Linked DNA regions of Mus musculus: all the other regions are linked to region 3. Evidence: chromatin contacts called from public HiChIP or PLAC-seq data. All regions are on one chromosome and are shown on one strand. The core of a region is the stretch at or near the end of the contact, and the rest is flanking DNA. Distances in the headings are between cores, read along the strand shown. Region 1 has its middle 16 kb from the start of Gm21123. Region 2 has its middle 20 kb from the start of Gm21123. Region 3 holds the start of Swap70 (SWA-70 protein).

What was found. HiChIP or PLAC-seq counts read pairs in DNA pulled down with a chosen protein or histone mark.
Region 1: a contact with region 3 is called in a FOXA1 HiChIP or PLAC-seq map of pancreatic cancer cells. The contact joins the enhancer-like site here to the promoter of Swap70 in region 3. A contact is called at or near these places in 1 of 484 Hi-C or Micro-C datasets (uterus), 4 of 115 datasets of contacts at active chromatin or transcription factors (embryonic forebrain, large pre-B cells, neural tube and 1 more) and 1 of 9 other capture datasets (adipose tissue).
Region 2: an H3K4me3 HiChIP or PLAC-seq map of bone marrow-derived macrophages shows a contact between it and region 3, with 2.8 times the contacts expected there. The contact joins the enhancer-like site here to the promoter of Swap70 in region 3. A contact is called at or near these places in 1 of 15 datasets of contacts at CTCF or cohesin (the NIH/3T3 cell line), 7 of 115 datasets of contacts at active chromatin or transcription factors (the SCID.adh cell line, bone marrow-derived macrophages, embryonic hindbrain and 4 more) and 3 of 9 other capture datasets (adipose tissue, embryonic stem cells and liver).

The regions. Positions count from the first base shown.
Region 1 is chr7:110,714,037-110,717,934 of GRCm38.p6, forward strand. No RefSeq gene overlaps it. Among named protein-coding and RNA genes, the nearest start is that of Gm21123, 16 kb to the left of the region's middle. Within about 2 kb of position 1,640, at least 108 of the 459 cell types and tissues checked have an H3K27ac peak or open chromatin away from gene starts, as enhancers often do. A contact at or near this core is called in adipose tissue, pancreatic cancer cells and uterus, where this site is marked.
Region 2 is chr7:110,678,414-110,681,907 of GRCm38.p6, forward strand. No RefSeq gene overlaps it. Among named protein-coding and RNA genes, the nearest start is that of Gm21123, 20 kb to the right of the region's middle. Within about 2 kb of position 1,613, at least 5 of the 459 cell types and tissues checked have an H3K27ac peak or open chromatin away from gene starts, as enhancers often do. A contact at or near this core is called in bone marrow-derived macrophages, where this site is marked.
Region 3 is chr7:110,220,349-110,223,850 of GRCm38.p6, forward strand. Swap70 (SWA-70 protein) reads left to right here and starts at 1,355. Exons shown (of 12, transcript NM_009302.3): 1 at 1,355-1,561. The coding sequence starts at 1,463.

The DNA of each region.
Region 1 (3,898 bases), core at 390-2,889, 490 kb after region 3:
AAATGACATTGTCCACATTTCTAAAATGGGTCTCCAAGGTTCCTGTAGGTACAGAGTCTATTCTCACGACTCCCCATTTCTTAGGCATGGTTTCCATTACTTTTTGCTCAAAACTAAAGTTATCCCATCCAACCATCATTTATCAATTCACCCATCATCCATGCATTACCTATACATCATCATCTATCCATCTATCCATCTAGGCAGCCAGCATCCATCCATCCATCCATCCATCCATCCATCCACCCATCAGTCCATCCACCCATCAGTCCATCCATCCATTTGTCCATCCATATACCCTCTGTCCATCCATCCATCCATCCATCCATCCATCCATCTATCCATCCATCCATCCAGGAAAATTCTCTGCCAGGATCTGAGATAGACAGTAGGAACATGGTGTGAGAAATGCTCTCTTCCCTCAAGGAATATTGTTCTCTCCCCTGAACTCCAGGGTTCTGATTCCCAGGGCTCTCTGAAGTGCCTATTTCCAATCTATGCTCATGAGAAGCAATAGCAGGGAAGACTGACAAGAAACAGGCAAGCATATAATTATTGTTAAAATATGCCTTGTGTTGGCTAAATGCTATGTAGGAAATAAAGGGAAGACCAAAAGGGAGCAAGAGGGTGTCAGCATAAGCTCTCTGGGAGGAGACCCTGAGATCTGAAAACTGTACTAGAGAATCAACAACATACACACAATCACAAAGAAGGGAAAAAAATGTTAAGGCCACACCTAAAATCCCAGTGCTTAGATGGTTGAAGCTAGGGGCTCAGGAGTTCAAAGTCATCCTTGCCTGCATTGTATTTGTGACCAACCTGAGCTACATAGTGAAACTCTCTCTTTAAAGAATCTAAGGCTCCGAGGGAGTAAAGAAAATATGTTATAGAAAGACCGGTTGAAGAATAGCACGGCAGAGAGTCGAATGAAGTGTGGTGAAGGTTGAATGCAGGAGACACAGCTGAGGCAAAATCTAAGGGAAGGTGAGTACCGGTCAGGAAGCTTCCACTAAAGGTCCTTACTCCAAAGTCTATGGGGAAGTGATGGTGGCTTGATCTCATCTCACGGGAGACACTTCTGAGCGTAGAGCTGGCAGTCCAGGGCAAGGGGCCTTCATGCCCGACTCCCAGGTTGCCCAAACCTGAGGTCATTAGATAGAGATAGCAAACAGGGTATCTTTGCAGAGTGGAGCCAAGTGTTCAGAGATCAGCTTTGGCTGCTGTCTTTGAGAGATTTGAGAAGCATCTGAGCATCTCCAGCAGATGGGAGCAGTGTGGGGGAACATGAAGTTGGTATCAAAGAGCTGCAGGCTGGGATGTGTGCTTATCGAGAAGAGGCAGGGTAGTGAGAGCTTTCTCATTCCATCCCCATAAACAGCCCTAGCATCCAGGCTCTGTAAAACTTCCAGAGCACAGGGCTCAGGGGTTGGGTTCTCTACTGTTCTTCTCCTTGGAGGGTCCCTGCAGGCTCAGGGCTGCTCGCAAGTGATGAGTCTGCTAGGGCAGGGAATTTTCCCTTCTCTAGGGGACTAGCTTTTCCGAGGATTGTTCTAAATTCCATTGGTGAGTCCTTGCTCAGTCCTGGAAACAGTTCCTCTTTATGTAAGCCCTCTCAGAAAGTGACAAATCCTGAAAGAATGCTTCAGTGTTCAGATGTAGCCCAGGCAGAGGGCACTGCTCACTGGCGGCTTGGAAGCAGGAACAGAGGATGTGCCACAGGCAGAGCTAGAAAATAGATGCAGGTGGCCTCTGAGTCACCAGCTCTAGTTGTGTGTGTGTGTGTGTGTGTGTGGCACTCATAGTCCTCCCCATGTTCCAGACAGAAAGGGGACATTGGAAAAGGAAGCGGCACGTCTCTTTGAGGGGTAGGAGAACACAGCGTGCCGCTCTGGCTTCCAGCTCAGGAACAATTTCTTGCTGAGGGCTTTGAATTTGCTTCGGGGCTTAGCACAAGGGACCTGGGTTCTTGCTGCCCCTATCCTGGGCTTTAGAGGACACACTGGGATGGGGCAGAGCCCTTTATGACTAGTTACTTGTCTTTGTTTACTAAACAGGGATCGCCAAGCAACTTTTTCAGGGAGGAAGGCTCCACCTTCCGATTGTGGGTGATCCTGACACTTGAACAGGGTCTCTCTCTCTCTTCTCCCCACCATATGGAATCAGTGGTGGATAAGGGACAAGTGTTGGCAATAACTATAGAATGTTGTTGGAGGGATAGAAAGATGGTAAGATGTGGAGACAGGAGGGTCACTAAGAGTTTGGGTGCAAGCCTGGGCTATATAATAAGTTCAAGGGTAGCCTGGGCTACAAAGTGAAACTGTCTTAAAAACCAAAAAAGTACCAACCAATCAACCAATCAATCAAACAAACAAATAAAGCCAAAAGTAATACCAGCATCAACTTGCAGAGATGGATCTTGGTGGCCTTCTCCCTCATTGGCCTTCCTCCCATCCTCAACTACTTCACCTTGGGGTTAAAGCCAGTCCTACCTCTAGGGATGAGACAAAACAAAAGAGGCAGGAAGTTTATCCATGGGTTTCTCTGGGTATATTGCAGCTCAGGAATGGTGGGCCCTGAATCACTATCTAGGGAACCCTACCCCTTCCCTTTCTTCTCTTTCTTGTGAGCTGTCTCTTGTTGATGGATCTCAAACCCAGGTCCTCACACTCTGAACTGCCTCCTCTTGGGAGTTTTACAGTTAGGACACCTCTCTTGGACCTACATTTAGTGACTGTCTGTTCTTCAGTCCATGCTTGGCCTGCCTCTGCTGCTTCTCTGCTCTCCCTCCTAGATCCGTCCTGGCTCTGCTGGCTCAAGCCGCTCACCCCGTTGCCTCCTTGGGAGCTCTACCGTCGCTGGCTGCTCTCTGAAGCTGCTTTCCTCTTAGAGCTTCCTGGCCTACCTCTGACCTCCTTTCAAATGTCACTTGAACTGTAGCCTCTGTACATCTTACAGCAGCTAGACCTTCTTCACCTGCCTCTCTTGGTCCACTCTCCTCCTGGGCTCAGTTTCTTTCCAGAGCCTTTTCTCAACACAGAAGGTATTAGATCTCAGTCTGCACGTTCCCTGTCTCTCCTGCTTGAGTGTGGTTGTCTCCTTTGTTGCTGCATTCTCAGCACCTAGAAGAAAACTTGGCCTATACACACATTCGGTAAAGATTTGTTGAATAAGCAAGTGAGTCACTGTGCAATGGAAATCGAGGTCTTGGTGACTGTCTCGTTCTGATATGTAATCTTTGATGTGGATGCTTGACCTTAGTGTCAACTTTGTTTTTTTTTTTTAATTAAATCCATTTTCTAGTAGCATTCTCCGATGGCTGCAAGAGACTCAGCACTGGATATGAGTCAGGCTCTTCCTGGAAGGGTTGCAAGGAGCAGATGCTCAGCCTGGTACCCAGGGCCCTTGATGTCCTCGAAGTCCTCCATGCCACTGAGGGACGCTAAGGTTGCACCCTTGTTTATGGATGAAGTAGAAGAAAAGAGTGTATTATTATTACTCAGGTTATCCAGAGGGGTAGAACCTGTGTGTGTGTGTGTGTGTGTGTGTGTGTGTGTGTGTGTGGTGTGTGAGAGAGTGAGAGAGAGAGAGAGAGAGACAGACAGACAGACAGACACCCAGAGAGAGAAAGAGAGGAAAAGAGAGTCAGAGACAGAAACAGACACACACAGAGACACAGACACAGACACAGACAAAGACACAGACACAGACACAGACAGACAGACAGACACACATGCACACACACACACACACAGATAGATCTCTGGGTGAGGTAGAATGCTTCTATATACATCTCCTAGGGATTTTCACAAGGAGAGATGTGTTCCAGGGAGTTGACATATGTTATTGTGGAAGTTGACAAGTCTGTAGTTCTTGTTTTCAGGGCAAGCTAGTAGGGCAG
Region 2 (3,494 bases), core at 363-2,862, 460 kb after region 3:
CAAGGGACAGTAAGACCCTGTTGTAAAAAAAAACAGCCCAAACAACAACAATTGAGAGAGCAATAAAGACAGACATGCGATGTCACCACCTGGCCCCCACATGTGCACACATTGGGGAGCACACACAGAGCCACATATACCATTTCCCTACAAATCATAACATAAGCTTTTTGCAGAAATAATTTTAGATTTATTGAAAAATTGCAGATAGTACACAGAATTCCTATATAGCCTTTACCTGGCGTATCCATGGTAAACATAACCATGATGCACCTCTCCAGATTAAGAAGCCAACACTGCTTCACAGACCATTCACCATGCCTTATGATGTTCATAAGAACCACCAAGAAGACCCAAGTGAGGAGGCCACTGTGCCGGGGTATATGGCACAGTGTGTACAGCAAACCTCGTAGGGCAGAAGTGCTCGGAGAGGATGCTGCTGTCCAGACACTGAAGGCCTGCACCCCAGCCCAGCACCAGCCTGGGCTCTCCTGCCACAGTCCTGCCTGTGTCTTGGCTCCTGCAGCCACTCACCAAGTACATTCGTAGAGCTTTTAAAAAATATTTTGTGAAATTGTATTTATGAGAATCTTGTGGTTAATATAAAGATTTTAAAACACTCGAAAAAACATTTACAATTCAAGACAATATTTTTAAAGCTATTTGGAGGCATATTGCATAACAAAATGCACAAATCCAAATCTCCAAAAAAAAAAAAAAAAGAAATCAACATTGCAATGCTATCATTAAACTACAGAATCTATTTAATTTCACTAGTTCCCTTGCCAATGTCCCTTTTCTGTTGTAGATCTGAAGCTGTTGACATTGGAAAGCAACAGAACTATGTGACAACATAATCTTCACAAGGCCCAGCACTAAAAGAATTACTGTTCAAAGCTTTCTAAAATATATGCATATATGTAGGGGATCTGAATGAAATTACCAAATAATGGGAGAGACAGAGCTCCATCGGGACATTTCTCATCACCAAATGAAGCTTCCTGTACCAGGACTGGGTTACATATAATCGAGTTCTTAGTATATGAGGTTCAGTGGGAATCTCCCAGATCTTAGAACCCAGGCTATTGCCAAGACTATAGGTTGCTCTCCACAAACTGACAGCTAAAGACAACAGGTACACAACTCACTGAACATGGAGAGGTTCAGTTGGTGTCTACATAGAGTCTTCATCCCTACACTCAAAAAACATCCTTGGTATAGAAAGGCACTTTGCACGCTACTGAAAGAGAAACATGACCCTCAACCCAACCACAAACCCTTTGCTCTATAATGGTGTTCTGCCTTCAAGATATGCTAGGGCAACAGTGGCACAAAGCTTGTGGGAACAACCAACCAATAACTGATTTGGCTTAATTAAGGTCCACTCTAGGAGATGCAACCCATACCCAACACTGCTTGGGTAACCAAGAACCTGAGATAGCCCAGGGATGGAAGGTAAAACCAAATAGTACTGCTTTACAAAAAAACAAAAAAAAAAAAAAAACAAAAAAAAAAAAAAACAAACAAACAAACAAAAAAAAACCTCCTTATGACATTCTGTTACACTCACAGCTTGCTTAGTCATGCAAAGCATGCAGAAGCTTCCTCTTGCAGCAGATGGGAACAAACGCAGAGACCCAGACAGACAGTGTGCAGAGAGTGAGAGATCTTAAATGCTCATCCATAAATGGGATGTTTCCATCAAATCCCTCTCCTGAGGGCTCAGGGAACCCTTGAGAAGTGGAGGCAGAAAGAGTATAAGATTCTGGGGCATGGAGGAGATCAAGGAAACAAGGTCCTCTAAATCAATAGGATCAAAACTCATATGAACTCACAGAGACTGAAGCAGCATGCACAAGGGCCTGTACAGGTCTACAGCATTCTGGCTTCCAGTTTTTGTGCCTTTATGGGATTCCAGAGTGTATGAACAAGTGGGTCTCTGCTTTTTGTGTCTTCTCTTGGGCTCTTTTCATTTTGCTTGTTTGTCCTGTTCAATTTTCAAGTGCTAGTTTTTGTTTTATCTTATTATTCTATTTTATGGTTATCCTATAGAAGCCTGTTTGTTTGCTAAGGAGAGGCAGAAAGAAAGTGGATCTGAACAGGAGGGGAGGCAGGGAAGAACTGAGAGGAGTAGAGGAAGGGAAAACCACAATCAGGATATAGTATGTGAGACAAAAAAGCAGTTTCAATAAAAGGAAAAAATTACTACTCACAAGAAGAAGTAAGAGTGTAATTCATAATCAGAGAAAAAAAAACCTACTAATAGAAACAGACATAGATATTAAAAATACAATGTGACTATCAGGAAGGAATACCTGAGGATTTAAATGATAATGAACTTAACAAGGAAGGGGCTGAGAAACATAGAAATAGAGCCATGGAAATACCAAGATAACAGGTCATGAAGAATATGGAAGAGAGCAAATTCTCTGGATGGGCATCACTAACAGACCAGACACTGTAGAACTTGAAAATAAAGCAGTAGAAGCCATTCAAATTGAACTACAGAGGAAAAAACAAAAACAAAAACAAAAAACAAAAAAACAGGAAAGATTGTCCACCACCTCTGTCACATATAGGGCATTAACAAGGGCATAAAGTATGTATAATTGGAATCCCAAAGGAGGGTACAGAAGAAATCATTGTAGAGAATTTTCTACATCTGATTAAAATACAATTCCACAGACTCAGAGAGTTCAACAACCCCCAAGTAAGATAAAAAAAGGACATAAAGTAAACCGTTCCAAGGAACAGCACAACTAAACTACTAGAACTCAAAGATACAGGAAAAAAAATTGAAACTCAGCCAAACAAAAGATACATTATGTACAGGGGACAAAGATAAGAGGGACCATAGAACAAGTCTTTGTTTTCTTTGTTTGTTTTTTAAACATCTTTAAAGGGCTAACAGGAAAACCTGCCAACTTAGAATTGTCTACCCAGAAAGAATATTCTTTAAGGATGAAGGTGAGACAGTAGTAGCTCAGTTGGAAGAGTGATTGCTTAGCATGCATGGGGCCCCAGGTTCAATCCCCAGCATCACAGAAACCTGGCTGGAATCCCAGCACCCAGGAGGTGGTGGCAGAAAGATCAGACGTTCAAGGCCATCCTTGAATACTTGCATATCCATGTTTATTGCTGCATGTCTTTATCATTTTTCCATTGCTGTGAAAAGACACCAAGACCAATGTTACTCAAAAAAGAGAAAGCTGAAGGGGTTTGCAGCCCCCTAGGAGGAACAACAATATGAACTAACAAGCACTCCCAGAGCTCCCTTGGACTAAACCACCAATCAAAGAAAACACATGATGGGACTCGTGGCTCTAGCTGCATATGTAGCTGAGGATGGCCTAGTTGGTCATCAATGGGAGCAGAGGCCCTTAGCCCTGTGAAGGTTCTATGCCCCAGTATAGGGGAATGCCAGGGCCAGGAAGCAGGAGTGGGTGGGTTGGGGAAAAAGGGTAGGAGGGAGAGGATAGGGGATTTTTGGAGGG
Region 3 (3,502 bases), core at 105-2,604:
GTGGACATCAAGAAGTTTATTAATTTACAGGCAGGGTTTCATTTAGTCCTGGCTAGCTTCAACCTCCATATGTAGCTAAGGATGTCATTGGACTTCTGAATTCCAAGCGCTGGGATTACAGACATGCACCACCATGCCTGGTCTAGCACCGTGTAGTGCTAAGGATAAATTCAGGGCTTTGTACATGTTAGATAAGAGCTCTACCAACTGAGCTACACCATAGGCCCAAAGGAACTTTAAAGAGGAAAAATAAACTACACTTTGATCTGGGAATCCCCTGCTTTTGACTTTTGATAGTTATCCTTTCCATAGTGTCTAAGGATTGTGCTATTGTGATGAGATTCAAGTTACCCAGTCACAGTCACTACCCCAGGCAGTGGGAAAGAGCCTTCTGGACCATCTGGTATCTATGCTCTTTCTATTTGTGGAGAATTTGAAGTCAGAAGAGTTCAAGTGTAAGAGATGCCATCTGGGCACTTCTCTAGGTCTGGATGGATTCTTTTAAGTGGTCAACCATTCTCATTATTAAAATAGATGGAGTGATTTGCATGATTTCCAATAATGGGAGCACAATCCACCAGCGACAGCAACTTTACCTCCGTGAAGCTCTTCCTAGGATGTGAACTGATCCTAAGCGGCAGAGGTTAGAAAGAAAATGTTGCTGGGCTTATTAACTTCTATTTTACTCATTTATTTATTTATTTATTTATTTATTGTAGGTGTGTGGGCATGCGGTGGAAGTCAGGAGACGACTTGCGATTCTCATTCCCCTATGTGGGTTTAGGAGAGAGAACTCAAAATCGTTAGGTTTGGCATCAAGAGCCTTTATCTATGAGCCTTTATAAGCCTATCATTGACTTCTTAACTCTTCTTAAAACTTGTTGCTCTGCCCCTAGAGGCCACTACAGAGGGCCATCAATGCATATTTGCAAAGTGCATGAAGCAACTTTCTTAGATTTCTATTTTTGTTTCTGTCTCCTTCTTTATCCTTCCTGATTTGGGACTGAGCATTCCAGGCTCTGCCTGGACATTTTTCGGGGTCTTGTCTGGCCTCTTAAGACCGTGACTCCATCCCAGGACTGAACCAAGACTCCTTTAATAACTGTGAGACTCCTGCAAAAGCCTCAGTGGCTGATCACTCCAGTCTTGAGTGTTCCTCGGGCTGGTGGGCATTCCTTTGGGAGCACATGCGAGCTTTGAAAATGGCCTGAGTTGGTGTGGAAACCCACCACAAGGACTTTGCGTGTTGTTTACGTCCCCGTAGTGGGCAGAGGGTATCCCAGGGCTGGTTGGTAAGACGGAGGGGCGGGACCAGAGGGGTGTGCCCTTTGGGAGGGCGGGGCCTGCAGCGGTCAGGTGACCGCGCGGCGGGCCGAGTCTTCTGTGGGGATCCTGCAGGAGGCAGAGGCGCTGAGTTGCCGACTGGGCTGACCAGGTCTGTTAGGGCAGCGCGGCCGCGGCCATGAGGGGCTTGAAAGACGAACTGCTCAAAGCCATTTGGCACGCCTTCACCGCGCTCGACCTGGACCGCAGCGGCAAGGTCTCCAAGTCGCAACTCAAGGTGAGCCCCCTGCCGGCGCTCTTCCTGTAGGGCACGGGACCCGCGGCGGTGTCCGCAGGGAGGGCTGCTTGGGAATGTGGCGGGGCGGCGGTCCTCACTCTTCCTCAGGCCTCCGGGCGGTGCGCGGGGGTGGACGCGCTCCTGCGGCTCCCGCGACGGCCGAGGTGCGCTCCGAGAGGCGCCGCGGGACCCGCAGAGCGTCTCCCCCCGCCACGGGCTGTATGGGGGCCCGGGAGCCTCAGGCTCGCCTCCGGGACGCTGAGCAGAGCCTCCCCGCCCCGGCGTCCGCAGACCTTGGGGCCAGTGAGAGCGCGTGCGGAGCGGCCCCGGGTCTTACGGGCTCCCTGCAAAGGCCATTGCTTTTGCAGAGTCCTCCTCAGGGCTGCCTAAAGACTCCAGAGTATGAGGTACGCATAAAGGGATACTTGTAAGTCGAGTAAACCCCAAAGTGGCACCCAGCCAGGAGAAATTGGCAGCGTCTTGAAAAGCCTGAAATATAGAAACAGACAAGAGGAGCCATTCAACAGGCATTTTTAAAATATACACATTTTGGATCTGAATGACTGGGTTTTCTTAGCCTCTTCTAAGAAAAAAAATTTCCGAAGTTTGGGTTTGCTTTGTATATTTTGTGTAGTAAATGAGGAAGTTCTTTTCAGTAGTGACTTTTATTGCCAGCAGGATCTGGCGGGCTCACTTGTTTTCCTTTTGATCTTATTCATTAAATCATAGTCTGGAAGGACCGATGGAAATTAGTCACATACTTTTACTTTAAAAAAAGTAATATACGGGGTCTTGGAGAGATGGATGCTCCGTGGTTAGGGGCGACTGCTCTTCCAGAGGTCCAGAATTCTGTTCCCAGCACCCACGTGGGATAACTCACATAGCTATAGGGGTAGCCTATAATTCCAGCTCCAGGGGCTGCCTCTCGCGTCTGTGGGCAGCAGCACACACATTTTCACATGCACGCTCATAATTTAAAAATAATATTTAAAAAAGTTAATAATAGGTTTTTCTGGTGTACAGTTCAACGAGTTTTAGCACACGTAGGAAGTAACTATCACTAACTAACTAGGATTTCATCAGTTCTGTCCCACAAAGCTTTGTCATACTGCCCCATCTCCAACAGGTGGTAACCACGGATCTGTTCTAGTCTTCCTTTTTCAAGTGTGATATGAATTGGATCTTCTGAAACCAGCTTCCTTTACTCAGATGAATGCCTTAGAAGTTAACCTATAGTATGTGTATTGTTATTGCTAGGCTAGTACATCTTATAGGTGTGCCATAGTTATCCATTCACTCTTGAAGATTTGTTATTTCTAGTTTATTCGTGATTCTGAATAGAGCTGTAGGACTTTGTTTTTACTTTTACCTATTATAATTTTTAGATAGTGTGTAGCCAGGTTTTCTTTTAACCATTCTGAGGTATCAGAGTATTTATTTAGGCCATGTATGTATAATGTAATGATTGATATTGATAGATTTAGGGTTGCCATTTTATTATGATTGGCTTCTGTTTTCTTTCTTTCTTTCTTTCTTTCTCTCTCTCTGTATACTTAGAATGACCATTTTGCCACTTTAAGGGGAATGTAGAAATCTTATGCCATGTAAGATCCATTACTCTTCCTGCTTTATGTTGTAATTATTGTGCTTATTACTCTACATACATTGAAAATATCTTCCTCCTCATTCCTCCAACCCTAACTTTTAAAGAACTTTAGAAAATAGCTCCTCTTTCCTCCAGATAGTTCCAGGGTATCCCTCAATTTTGTTGATATGGAAAGTGAAGCTTCAGAGATGTGATTTGTCCCAAGTTACAGTAGCTAGTTTAGAACCAAGATTATCTCTGCCTGTCTGTCTGTCTGTATCTATCTGTTTTGAGACAGGATCTCTCTACATAGCCCTGGCTGTCTTGGAACTCACTGTGTAGACCAGGCTGGCCTG